Regions from separate parts of the Mus musculus genome. Here region 1 is linked to region 2. Evidence: chromatin contacts called from public HiChIP or PLAC-seq data. All regions are on one chromosome and are shown on one strand. The core of a region is the stretch at or near the end of the contact, and the rest is flanking DNA. Distances in the headings are between cores, read along the strand shown.

Evidence for each region. HiChIP or PLAC-seq counts read pairs in DNA pulled down with a chosen protein or histone mark.
Region 1: an H3K4me3 HiChIP or PLAC-seq map of embryonic basal ganglia shows a contact between it and region 2, with 4 times the contacts expected there. The contact joins two enhancer-like sites. A contact is called at or near these places in 1 of 15 datasets of contacts at CTCF or cohesin (the NIH/3T3 cell line), 3 of 115 datasets of contacts at active chromatin or transcription factors (cardiomyocytes, embryonic basal ganglia and pancreatic cancer cells) and 1 of 9 other capture datasets (embryonic stem cells).

Annotation. Positions count from the first base shown.
Region 1 is chr2:73,083,347-73,088,972 of GRCm38.p6, reverse strand. No RefSeq gene overlaps it. Among named protein-coding and RNA genes, the nearest start is that of Gm39850, 77 kb to the right of the region's middle. Within about 2 kb of position 2,877, at least 48 of the 459 cell types and tissues checked have an H3K27ac peak or open chromatin away from gene starts, as enhancers often do. A contact at or near this core is called in embryonic basal ganglia, where this site is marked.
Region 2 is chr2:72,596,693-72,602,476 of GRCm38.p6, reverse strand. No RefSeq gene overlaps it. Among named protein-coding and RNA genes, the nearest start is that of Gm30069, 16 kb to the left of the region's middle. Within about 2 kb of position 4,431, at least 18 of the 459 cell types and tissues checked have an H3K27ac peak or open chromatin away from gene starts, as enhancers often do. A contact at or near this core is called in embryonic basal ganglia, where this site is marked.

The DNA.
Region 1 (5,626 bases), core at 1,628-4,127, 490 kb before region 2:
GTAAGCTATTGTATCTGAGCTAACATCTGTGCAGTAACAGTCTGGCTCCTTGCCTTGGCTGCATTGCTGCTCCTGGTCTGTACTGTGAATGCAGTACAATAGGATGGAGTGGACTTTTGATCAGATCTGGATTCCACTTAGCTGTCAGCCTATTCCAGTTACTCTTCCAGCCTCGGGGTCTTTGTAGGTGTAACCAAACAACACTGGTGCACTAATAGGTTAAATGGCTTCCTGTGGAAGGGCTGGGGAGAGAGCCACTCAGTGTCCAAAACAGACCTGTATGTAGTGCACACAGGAGAGAAGTATGAAATATATTTTTCTATGTTTCCCTAAAGATCTGTCCTACAGAAGCTACCCAGAATTAGTTTATTATGAGCTAATAAGTTGTATTCCAAAGTTTATAGCTTAGTATTTGAAAATTAGAGTTAATTTTATCACTTGAAATTGAGGCAGCACTTCTAGGGTACCTCCAAAATTTTATTCAACATTAATGCTACTGTGGTAATGAAGGGGCCCTCGACAGCCAAACAAGAAACAGACTCTCAAATTCTCAGCTCAGTGATGGAGGCCATCTGCTGTTATCTCTTCCATGGCTCTTTCTTGTACAGACAGAATTATATTCCCTAACCAAAATTGCATACACAGCTCACTAGTTCCTGCTATATTTTAAAAATTTTAAAACCAGTGCAGAACAGGAACTGTTTGCACTGAACGGCCCTTCCAAGGGTAAGTATCACATCTGAGAGACCACAATGAGGATTCCATTGATTTGGGTTGGATAGATTTGAAAGGCTTTGGCAAAACAGGATTTCCCATTCGGCTGCCTATCAGCAGCCCTTTAAAAAAGTTACGTAGACATGAGAAATTATGAACATCCTTGTGGATCCCTTGATGATAATGGACTAAACCTCTGAACCTAAAAGCCCAATTAAATGTTAAAGACACCAAGGATCGTGCAGGAGCTGGACCTAGGCCCTACACATTTGTAGCAAATGTGCAGCTTGTTGTTCCTGTGGTTCCCCTAACAAGTGGCATGGGGGCTGTCTCGGTCTATTCCCTGACATTGGGTGGGGTGCCCTGTCTTGGACTGCCTGGTTTTGTCTCAGTGGGAGAGGATGTGCCTAGTCCTGCTAGCACTAGATCCCACAGGGTAGGGAGGTACCCAACGGGGCTTGCCTTCCCTAGGGAGAAAGTGAGGAGGGATTTGTAGCAGTAAGAGTGGGAGGAGAGAAGGGAGGGGCTGTGATCAGGACATAAAGTGAATGTCCTGACTCTCCAAACTCTTGGCACCATAGAATCATAAAGAAGAATTTGTCCCAAGAATATGAACTGGAAATTTTAAGGAAGTAAGCTTTTTAAAGTGTCCTACTAAAAATGTGCTGTACCTGTCTAGACCTGCTGTTGTCTCAGCACACTGAAGGCTTAAGCACATGAATGTAAGGTCAGCCTGGACACCAGAGATCCCATCTTCCAAAAAAGAAAACAAAAAACAAAGGAACTGCTCCTCAAATAATATGGAAAATGTTAAATATTTTTATCTGTGAAACTGTTACTCGGGTATGTGTGTGTATATATTAAACATACGTATATTACATATGTGTATACCCAAACATTATTTCTTCACAGCACACATTCTGGAAAGATGGCTCTGAGGTCAGATCTTGGAGAAGACCCACGTTCAATTCTCAGCACCCACATCAGGCTGCTCATTCCAGCCTGTCCTCTAGCTCCTGGGAATCTGACACTCTCTTCTGATCTCCCTGGGCACCTGCATTCAGACACACACACACACACACACACACACACACACACACACAAAATTAATCAACATTTGTGCACTTTATCATAAATGTTATACCTCAGTTTTAAAAAGAAAACTGCATTGTTCAAACAGTTGGTAGAGCTATTATCCATCCATTATTATACATATTAGGTCTTCAGGAAATAGTCATGTGCTTTAATACTGTAAAGATGTTAGTTATGGTAAAGATCACAACAATATACAAGCTGCCTGTGAAAACTTGCCAGTACTTAAGCCAGCCACATTTCACAACTGAATTAACTGTATGTGTCATTTCAGAAGCTATGATAAAAGACTGCTTCCCATAGAAACGAAATTATTTTCTGGGGTCCAAAGAATTGAAATCTGGTCAGCTGTAATAAGATTCAATTGTAACGGCAAAAACAATTGGAAACAATTTAAAATATCTATCAATTTAGGAAAATGGCAAAGTGAATTATAATGCACCCATACAAAAGGGTGCCTTAAGCCATTAAAAAGAATAAAAGTACATCTATATGAGCTGGCATGGAGAAATTGCTCATTCATATTGCTTTGTGAGGGAAGTCACAGACCAATGTGTGGAGAAGGACCCCAGAGGAAACTTCAGTTAACTATGTGGTATGTGTCCTCCTGAATAGTAACCGTGAGTTTACATGTATGAATAATTCTACATATATTTTTGCATAAATGAGACCATCTCATACATATTATCAGGTGACTTTCTCACTGAAGGGCCCATTTGAAAGCAATGTATGTCTGAGGACATACCTGCATGTGTGTAAGCCAAGACCTGAAGAGAGAAAGGATGCAGCTGTCAGTGCAAAAATGTAGGTGCTTTACTAAAATAATATTAAAACCATAAATTAATAATATTGAAATTAAAAAAATGGCAGGAGCAACCAGGCAGACACACAACAGCAAATGCAGAGGCTCTGACAAGAGCCGGGTGCCCTGTGGAACAGCAGCTGCGGGTGGCTGGCTAGGGTGTACTGAGGAGGACCTCCACGTGATTCAGGACTTTGGATCTCACTCTGGCTTAAGTGGAAAGCCCTTAGTTTTCAAACAAGCCATGCATTGTGATGTAGATTTTAAAAGGTCGGCTGGCACACTGCCCCATCTGCTGTTATGCCTTGTGCTCCTAGCCCAGAGCGGGCTGGTCGTGGTGCAGAAGAGAGACAGGAAGGAGGAGGGAGCAGGAAGCCGGCTGCCAAAGGCCAGAACTGCAGCTGACTATCCAAAAGAAGTAGTGGGGGCTGGTGTCTGTTTCTAACAGCCACTTTGGCTCTGATTATTTTGGATTTTGAGACATGATCTCACTGTGTAGCCCGGCCTGGCTTGAAACTCACTCTAAGGACCAGGCTAGCTTCAAACTTGGGAATCCTCCTGTCTTTGACAACCACAGGTGCAGGAATTACAGGTGTATTCCACCATACCTGGCTACTAGCCACATTTTTAAAGAAACAAAATTCATCTTTATAATGTCTCTTATTTAACCAAGGATGCCCAAGCTGTTATTTCAATGTGTGACCAACCTTAAAATCACTAATATGTTTTAGATGTTTTCCTTTCACACAATGTAAGCACCCCTAATCCAAAATGTTTTGAGCACTGATGTGAAAGGCATTTGGATTTGAACCATTTGGGATTTAAGGGTTAGATATGTTCAATCAAGTGAGGTCTATGCAAATATTCCGAACTCTGAGAAACTCTGTAATCTGAAACACCTGTGGTCCTAAGTATTTCCGATAAGGGCTACTGTGCTAAGCCCTTCAAATCCCACCCCACACTGCACACCATGCTGGGTGCATTCCCAGTGCTCAGTAGCTCCGTCATATGAGACTGTAAGGCCAGGGCTTTACCTTCCCTCCAAAGGACTTTAACTTGCGCCCTCAGCCACATTTGACCTCCACATCTCATCAGAAATACATTCCCCAGACTGGCTGTTTCCTTTTAAGACTTACAGTAAAGCTTATGGTTCGTGGCAGTATGGTATTGATGCAGGAAAGACTTACAATCAAACCCAGACACAGATCCACCTGAGCTAGTTACTTTTTCTGGTTGCCTTGACAGCTCAAGAAAGGGTTTAGGGCTGAAGAGTTGACTCAGCAGTTAAGAGCACTGGCTGTTCTTCCAGAGGACCCTTGTTCAATTTCCAGCACCCACATGTCAGCTCACAACCAACCATTACTCCAGTTCCAAGGGATACAACGCCCTCTTCCGGCCCCTGAAGTCCTTAGGCATACAAGTAGTACACAGACATATACACCCTGGCAAAAACCCGTACACATAAAATACAATAAGATATTTTTGTCCATTTGTTTTGTTTTTTGGGATAGGGTTTCTCCGTTTTTCCCTGGCTGTCCTAGAGCTCACTGTATAGACCAGGCTGGCCTTACATTCAGAGATCTGCTTGCCTCTGCCTCACAAGTGCTGAGATTAAAGGCGTGCACCACCGCTGCCCCCAGCAGAGGAGATGTTGTTTTGAAGGAAAGATTTCCTTTGGCTCTTGCTGTGAGGCTAGGGCTACAGTCTGTCATGGTAGGGAAACACGATTGCGGGAGCTTGAGGCAGCAGCCGTTCACGTTCCATTTGTAGTCCCAAGCCAAGGCAGATGCTGGTGCACCGCTCACGTTCTCCTGTACTCAGTCCGAGACCTCGGCCTGTTGATCCAGCCTACCACAGTCACGATATCTCTTCTATCCCAATAGCTCAGCTTCTGCTCCCATTCTGGAAACTCACTCACTGACGTGCCCAGTGATTTCTCTCCTGGACTCTAGATCTTCTCAAGTTGACAACCAATAACTAGTCAACTGTTTTTGGGTTTTGTTTGTTTGTTTTTGTTGTTTGTTTGTTTGTTTCTAGCATCTACTACAGGACAGCGGGTATGGTGGCTTATACCTTTAATCCCAGCATGCAGGAGGCAGAGGCAGGTGGATCTCTGAGTCTGAGGCCATCCTGGTCTATAGATTGAATTCCAGGACATCCAGAGCTATCTTATCTCAAACAAACAACTGCAAGACTCTTTGACCAATGGTACTGGAACAACTGGACTGGAAAAATAAAATAAAAGATCTAAACACAGGCTGGAGAGATGGCTCAGCGGTTAAGAGCACTGTCTGCTCTTCCAGAGGTCCTGAGTTCAATTCCCAGCAACCACAATGGTGGCTCACAACCATTTGTAATGGGATCTGATGCCCTCTTCCGGTGTGTCTGAAGACAGTGTACAGTGTACTCATATATGTTAAATAAATCTTTTTTAAAAAAAGATCTAAACACCCTTCTCAAAAATTCACTTAAATCTCAAAATGCATAATAGTCCTAAATATAAAGCACAAAACAACAGAGCCAGAGGGCAAGAGACAGCCTAGGCGACATTTCAGATCCAACGCCAAAGTCGTGGTCCCTGAGAGAAAGAATTGATAGCTGAAACTACAGAAACATTAGGGTACCATCAAGAACCTGAGAAGACAACAGATGGGAAGAAAATGTTTGCGATGTGTCTTGTAAAGATTGTATCTGAACTACTCCCCCAAAATATACAAAGACTCTTAAAAGCTGATAAGGAAACAACAAACTACACCCCTACCCCCACCCCTGTTTTCAAAAGCTTTGAATGTAGGCTCAGAGTGGCCACTAAACACCCTGTGTAGATACCACGTTGTCCATTAGATACATGCATCAGAAATTCAGAGGTCTGAGAATGAAGGGATACGCTCTCAGAATCAGTACTCAAGGGAGAGTATTCACAATCTGAGGGCTGGACAGGGCAGGGTCGAGAACAGTGTGGCCCAATGCTTTCTTGGACCCTTTAAAATAGTTCATCGTGTTGCAGTGACCCCGCCC
Region 2 (5,784 bases), core at 3,182-5,681:
AAAACTGTGTGAACTAACAGAAGTTGGTAGTGGAATTTGCTGTTTCATTTTTATATCCTAAGTACCAGAGCTCTGAGTTCTTCTGGCCAATGTCTATGACTAGTTTCCCATAGAATTTGGCCAGTTTCCTGGTTGCTTGCAGCAGAAAGACAAATCTGGTTGCTGTGACTCATCCTTAGAGGGAATGAGACCAGGGAATGCCTTAAAATTTGAACCCAAACTGGGCTAGTCAGACACCAGAGCCAACAGGACTCCAGTCTTTTATCCTTGACGTTGGTGGTGACTGCCTCTCATCCCACTGGTGCTAGATGACTTTATACTCTGACATGATTGGCTAATTAGCTCAAAGGAGAAGAGAAAATTTCAGAAAATATGAATCTTTGCCAAGGTACCTAGGGTTGCTTTGGTCTACTGAATCTAAGTTGAGTTTTGTTTTTGTTTTGTCTTGTTTGTTGGTTTTTGTTCTACATTACAGGATATGATGGTACAAAATTCCTTCCAATATTAAAACCCCAACTCAACTTGTAATTGAAAAGTTTCTAGGCCAATACACAAAGCTTCTAATTAGTTGTCTAGCAAGAAGCTTGTAGCTTTAAGGAGTTCCTCACAAATTGAAAAGACTCACATGTGGTTGAGTGGGTAATCCAGATGATCCCAAACATCATCCATTGGTAAGCCCATTCCCAGGATGGGACTGAAAGCTTATGCCATCTATAGTCTTGGTTACTACCCCCAGTTCAGGTGTCTAAGGCAGCCATGACACCCCAGACTCCAGACCCAACTGAAACCTCTTTGCATTTCAGACTTCAAATCCTGCCCTACAACTTCCCTTGGTCACTAATGTGAACATTGCATTCATGACATAACCTCCCTCTCCCGCACTGGGACTATGACCTGCAGACAGACCAGGTGATGCCTGGGATCATAAGGTTTACTGACACAAGCATATTTAGATAATCTTGGTTTGATTTTCTTCTTAAGATTTAATTACTTTATATATGTGAGTACACTGTTGCTTTCTTCAGACACACTAGAAGGGCATCAGATCCCATTACAGATGGTTGTGAGCCACCATGTGGTTGCTGGGAAAAGCAGTCAGTGCTCTTAACCACTGAGCCATCTCATCAGGGATAATCTTTAACATTTATGAAGAGTTACTTAATAAAAATACACTTCAAAAACAGAAAGGAAGGAAAGGAAGGGAGGGAGGGAAGAAGGAAGGGAGGAAGGAAGGAAGGAAGGAAGGAAGGAAGGAAGGAAGGGAGGGAGGGAGGGAGGGAGGGAGGGAGGGAGGGAGGGAGGGAGGGAGGGAGGAAGGAAGGAAGGAAGGAAGGAAGGAAGGAAGACTTCTTTGGTGATCAGAAAGTATCTCAGATACAGACAAATGACATGGTTTCCCAAAGCTGTTGGAAACCATTTGTCTATTCAAGCCAGAACATTTTCTAGAGGTCTCCTCAAGGGCTACTATGAAAACCAGAATGGAAACATTTGTCACCCCTGGCCAGCAGCCCTGGCCAGCCTCATTTGTTATTATTCTTAGGAAAAAAAAAATCTTTATTTCTATGATTTAACTGATATTCTCTGCCTTGTGGAAGGTTTGCCAGTGAGATCCATTCAAAATACCAGATATTAACACATGAATGAACTTCTCAATGTGAAATGACTCCAGCTGCAGAATGACTCACAGAAGGACTGAATAGGGGGTGAGGGAAGAGGAGAGCAATTTAATACACTGACATGTGCAGACCAATACAATGCATTAAACACCAGTGGCTTGAGGAGGGGTGTCAGATATTGAAATGGCTTCCAAGGTTTTCTCAAACATATGTAAATAGGGGTATGGGCTGTCTGTGTGAAAACAGACTGTTGAAGATAAGGCACATGGCCACGAGAAAGGGAACAAATGAAAACTTCAGTTTTCCTCCCTTCACTAACAGCCGGAGAGGCCCTGGTTTTCCTCAGGTTGAAACATGGCATCTGTGGTCTCAGGTACCATGAGCTACTTGCTCACATAAATAGTTGACACAACACCTCTAAACTCTTTGTGGACCCATACTTCCTTTGGGTGTAATTTTAGAAGCCTAATTTTGACAGATTAGGTATAGGGAACCTGGGGAAAGTTCATACATAACTCTTCAATCTATGCGTGCATATTCCAGGCAATAGTAACCCAGCCGACTATGCAACTGTAAGTCAAACCCCTATAACATGCTCCTTAGGTTTCATGGCTCTCTGCCTTTGACTATTTTTTTTCTTTAGTTCAGTTATGCAATGTTGCTATTTCCTGGAAAATTTGAAAGACTCCCTATGCTTTAAAACAGACTCATGATGGTATTTGCTGGGAGTTAGTCAGAGTGCATAGGACATTGTTCCTTGTTACAACTGACTCCGATGGCAGCCCAGCCCTCTGATCACACAGGTGCCTGCCACTTGTCGCGGTCACCTCGATGGGGAGATTTGTGTGGAAACTGTAGCTGTTTGCACAGCACCTGTGATTTGTGGTCTTGACATATTGCACTGTGGACAACATGACACCTTTGTTCAGCATTTGTCACCACATCTCCAGTTACTGCTCATTATCCGGCCCTCTTTGCACTATTTTTTTTTTTCTGAGCATTTCCCACAATCCACTCCATAATGACCAAGGTACCTATTGTGGACCATGTGCCTAGTGTGTGCACAGCAGCCTCTCCACCTGACTCCAATTACCTCTCTGAACATGGAGTGTGAGGGCACCTGCCTCGAGGCCTTTGTCCACCTTGTCCCCTGAGCAAGGGGTGATGCCTGACATTCAAAGACTGCCTTTGTGCTCTGACTTAATGGCCACTTGTTACAGACGATGCATCTTCTCTGTGTGTTGATGAAATGGCTGCTGATGCCAATTCCAGAAGCAACCCTTCCACTGGGCATCTATGCCTTGTACACTAGCTTAATAATACTGAGAAACTATTGATCAGTTTTTGATTCTTGTTTGTTTTCTGGAGTTTAGATGTGTTCTGTCAGCTACTTATTTAACCAATGTCAGTAGCTCTTACACTATTCAAGAATCAAATGACATGTGTGGGGTGTCTTGTTTTATTTTGTTTTATCGGGTTTGAAGTCTCACTACATAGCTCAGGCTAGCCTCAAACTCCATATCCTCCTGTATCAGTCTCCTAAGTGCTGTGATTACAGGCATATCCCACCATGTTAAGCTATGGGCTGATAATGGAATGCTGAGACCCCGTTCTCAGATTCTAACACACTGGCTCTCAGTCTTCCTAATGCTATGACCCTTTAATACAGTTCCTTGTGTTGTGGTGACCCCCAACCATAAAGTTATTTTCTTCTTATTTCACAACTGTAATCTTGCTACTGTTATGAACTGTAATGTGCATATCTAATATTCAGGATATCTGATATGCGACCCCAGAGGGGTCGTGACCGACAGGTTGAAAACTGCTGTTTTAACAGGTCACTCGAGGCCCAGGAAGCTCTCTGTTCTTAGCAGCAGTGCCTCTATGGGCTGGGTATCACACTGAGAAATACTGATAGATATATAACTTAGATGTTAACAGGTGAACCATTCAGCTCTTTAATAAAAGATTATATTTTTTTAAACTGTTTTCTTATAAAGCCAAGCATAGTGACATACACCTTTAATCTCAGTACTTGAGAAGCAGAGTTAAACAGATCTCTGTGAATATGAGGCTAGCCTAGTCTACGGAGTTCAAGACCAGTCAGGGCACACATTAAATGCCTGTATCAATAGAAAGAAAAAAATAGTGCACTTATAAATGAGTTAACAAGATTAACAACACTCTTAATTTTGCATCAAAGGATATTAATAAAGAGTGAAATATCACTTCTATCTGGCTAACTCATGCCTACTTTATGCACTAGTGTGGCCTTGGCAAATTTCTCTGCAGCCCAGAGTATACAGCCCAACATAGTATGGCATGTTCCAGCCAAGCAAGGAGACACCTGAGCAAAGGAAGAGATGGATTTGTTTTCCTGTCTAAACAAAATCTCAAACTCCATCCCATTTTATTTGCTCCTAAAACATAATCATCGAAGCTCCATCAAACCTGTCAAATATTAGAGATACACTTGACCTGGGCTGAAGTATCAGGAATTTTTAAACATTTAACTCCTAGCGTGTATTGGTATGAAACTAAGCTGAGCAGAACCCATTAATGTCACAGTGATCGGTTACCAATGGAAATAAATAATTCATGATGAAGGGAATTAGTCTAATTAGCAGGCAGTTTGAGTCCTTTGATAAAACCCCGCTCTAATTCCATGAAGGGCAGGAAGTGCTGTCATCAGTCAGCCCTGAAAAGATTAGCATCTATTATGAATGAGGTTCGTCACCCTAGCGAAGTCATGTGTGTCCTGGAGACAAACTTAATATGTTCCAGAATGGGACACAGTTTGTCTCACCAACACATCACGATTCCTACCAGGCTATTGTATGTAATAACAAGCAAAGATCAACGCTCTGTCCTACCATTCGCTCCCCTGTCCATCATTCTGACAACTGCGCAAATACATTTTCCATGCAAAGCAGGGAATGTGCCCTGAATACTTGCGAAATTGTGCAAGATGTCAAAGAAAATATGTGTTACTTTCTCACTCACCAAAACAAACACATGGAATCAAATGTCACCCCGGAAACTGACGGTTTCAAAGATGGTGGGCAATAGAGTTTGTCAGGCTTGGTGTATACACATTTCATTTTAAAAACTGTTGTCAGCCCTCTCCGGGGAATTTGCTTCCCTGCTTATCTCTTGAGATATTGGAGTTACAAGATCAATCACAGGCTTGCGGCTTCTGCAACTACAGATAAGTGGAGCTGAGTGTCCTAAGCAAGGCAACTCCGAGAATGCCAAACTCACATGAGAGAGCAACACAAAGCTGTTTTGTTTTTCATTACAGCACATAAATGGCTTAGATCGTCGGGATGGCTCGAAGATTTATAGTTTCGGAATGTATCTGGCCTGGTGTGTCTAAAAGATGTTGACTGTTCCACACTGCGCAAAACCCCACATTATTTTGCAGCCCACAAGCGGATGTGGCATCAGCTGTGTTTCCATTTTTACTTATGAGCCTTTTGAAATTACATGTTTCCATTTTGCAACTTGATGTAATAATGAAGAAACTCCAAATTTGTAAGTTATTGTATTGCTTGTTTTTATTGTGTAAAATTAATTGCTTCACTTATTTATGTCATTAAGGGGAGAGACCATTTTGCACATTTTATCATTTGCTGTAATAATTAACATGCCAATAACACCACAAAAGCTTTGGAAACAAGGCAGATCATGCCCGGATGTCTGAGCAGCATACAACTCAGGAAGTCCCGTAGGTCAGAAAGGCTGCTTCAGAAAAACATGGTGATGAATGTAGTATCCCATGGGGGTACCAACCCTGAAGAGTGATACCAAGGCATAGAAGTCTGTTTAGTCAAATAGGACACCTGTTTGTTTGTTTGTTTGTTTGTTTGTTTTTTCCAGAAACATAGCCTAGTTCATCAAAGTTGCAATCCCCTGCCCACATGCAGTTGGAGTAGATACTGATGCTACAGGCTTCCCAGGCTGCACAAACAGTACCGATGGCCCACTTAGATTTGAAAACAACCTGATCAGCATTCAGTGCAGGGTCTTTAAATTACATGTTCATTACAGGGTTAGATATTGGGCCTATCCAGGGCTAGAGTAATAACTGGCTCAGCAGTTAAGACCACTGACTGCTTTTCCAAAGGTCATGAGTTCCTAAATTCGCAGTACCCATGTTGTGGCTCAC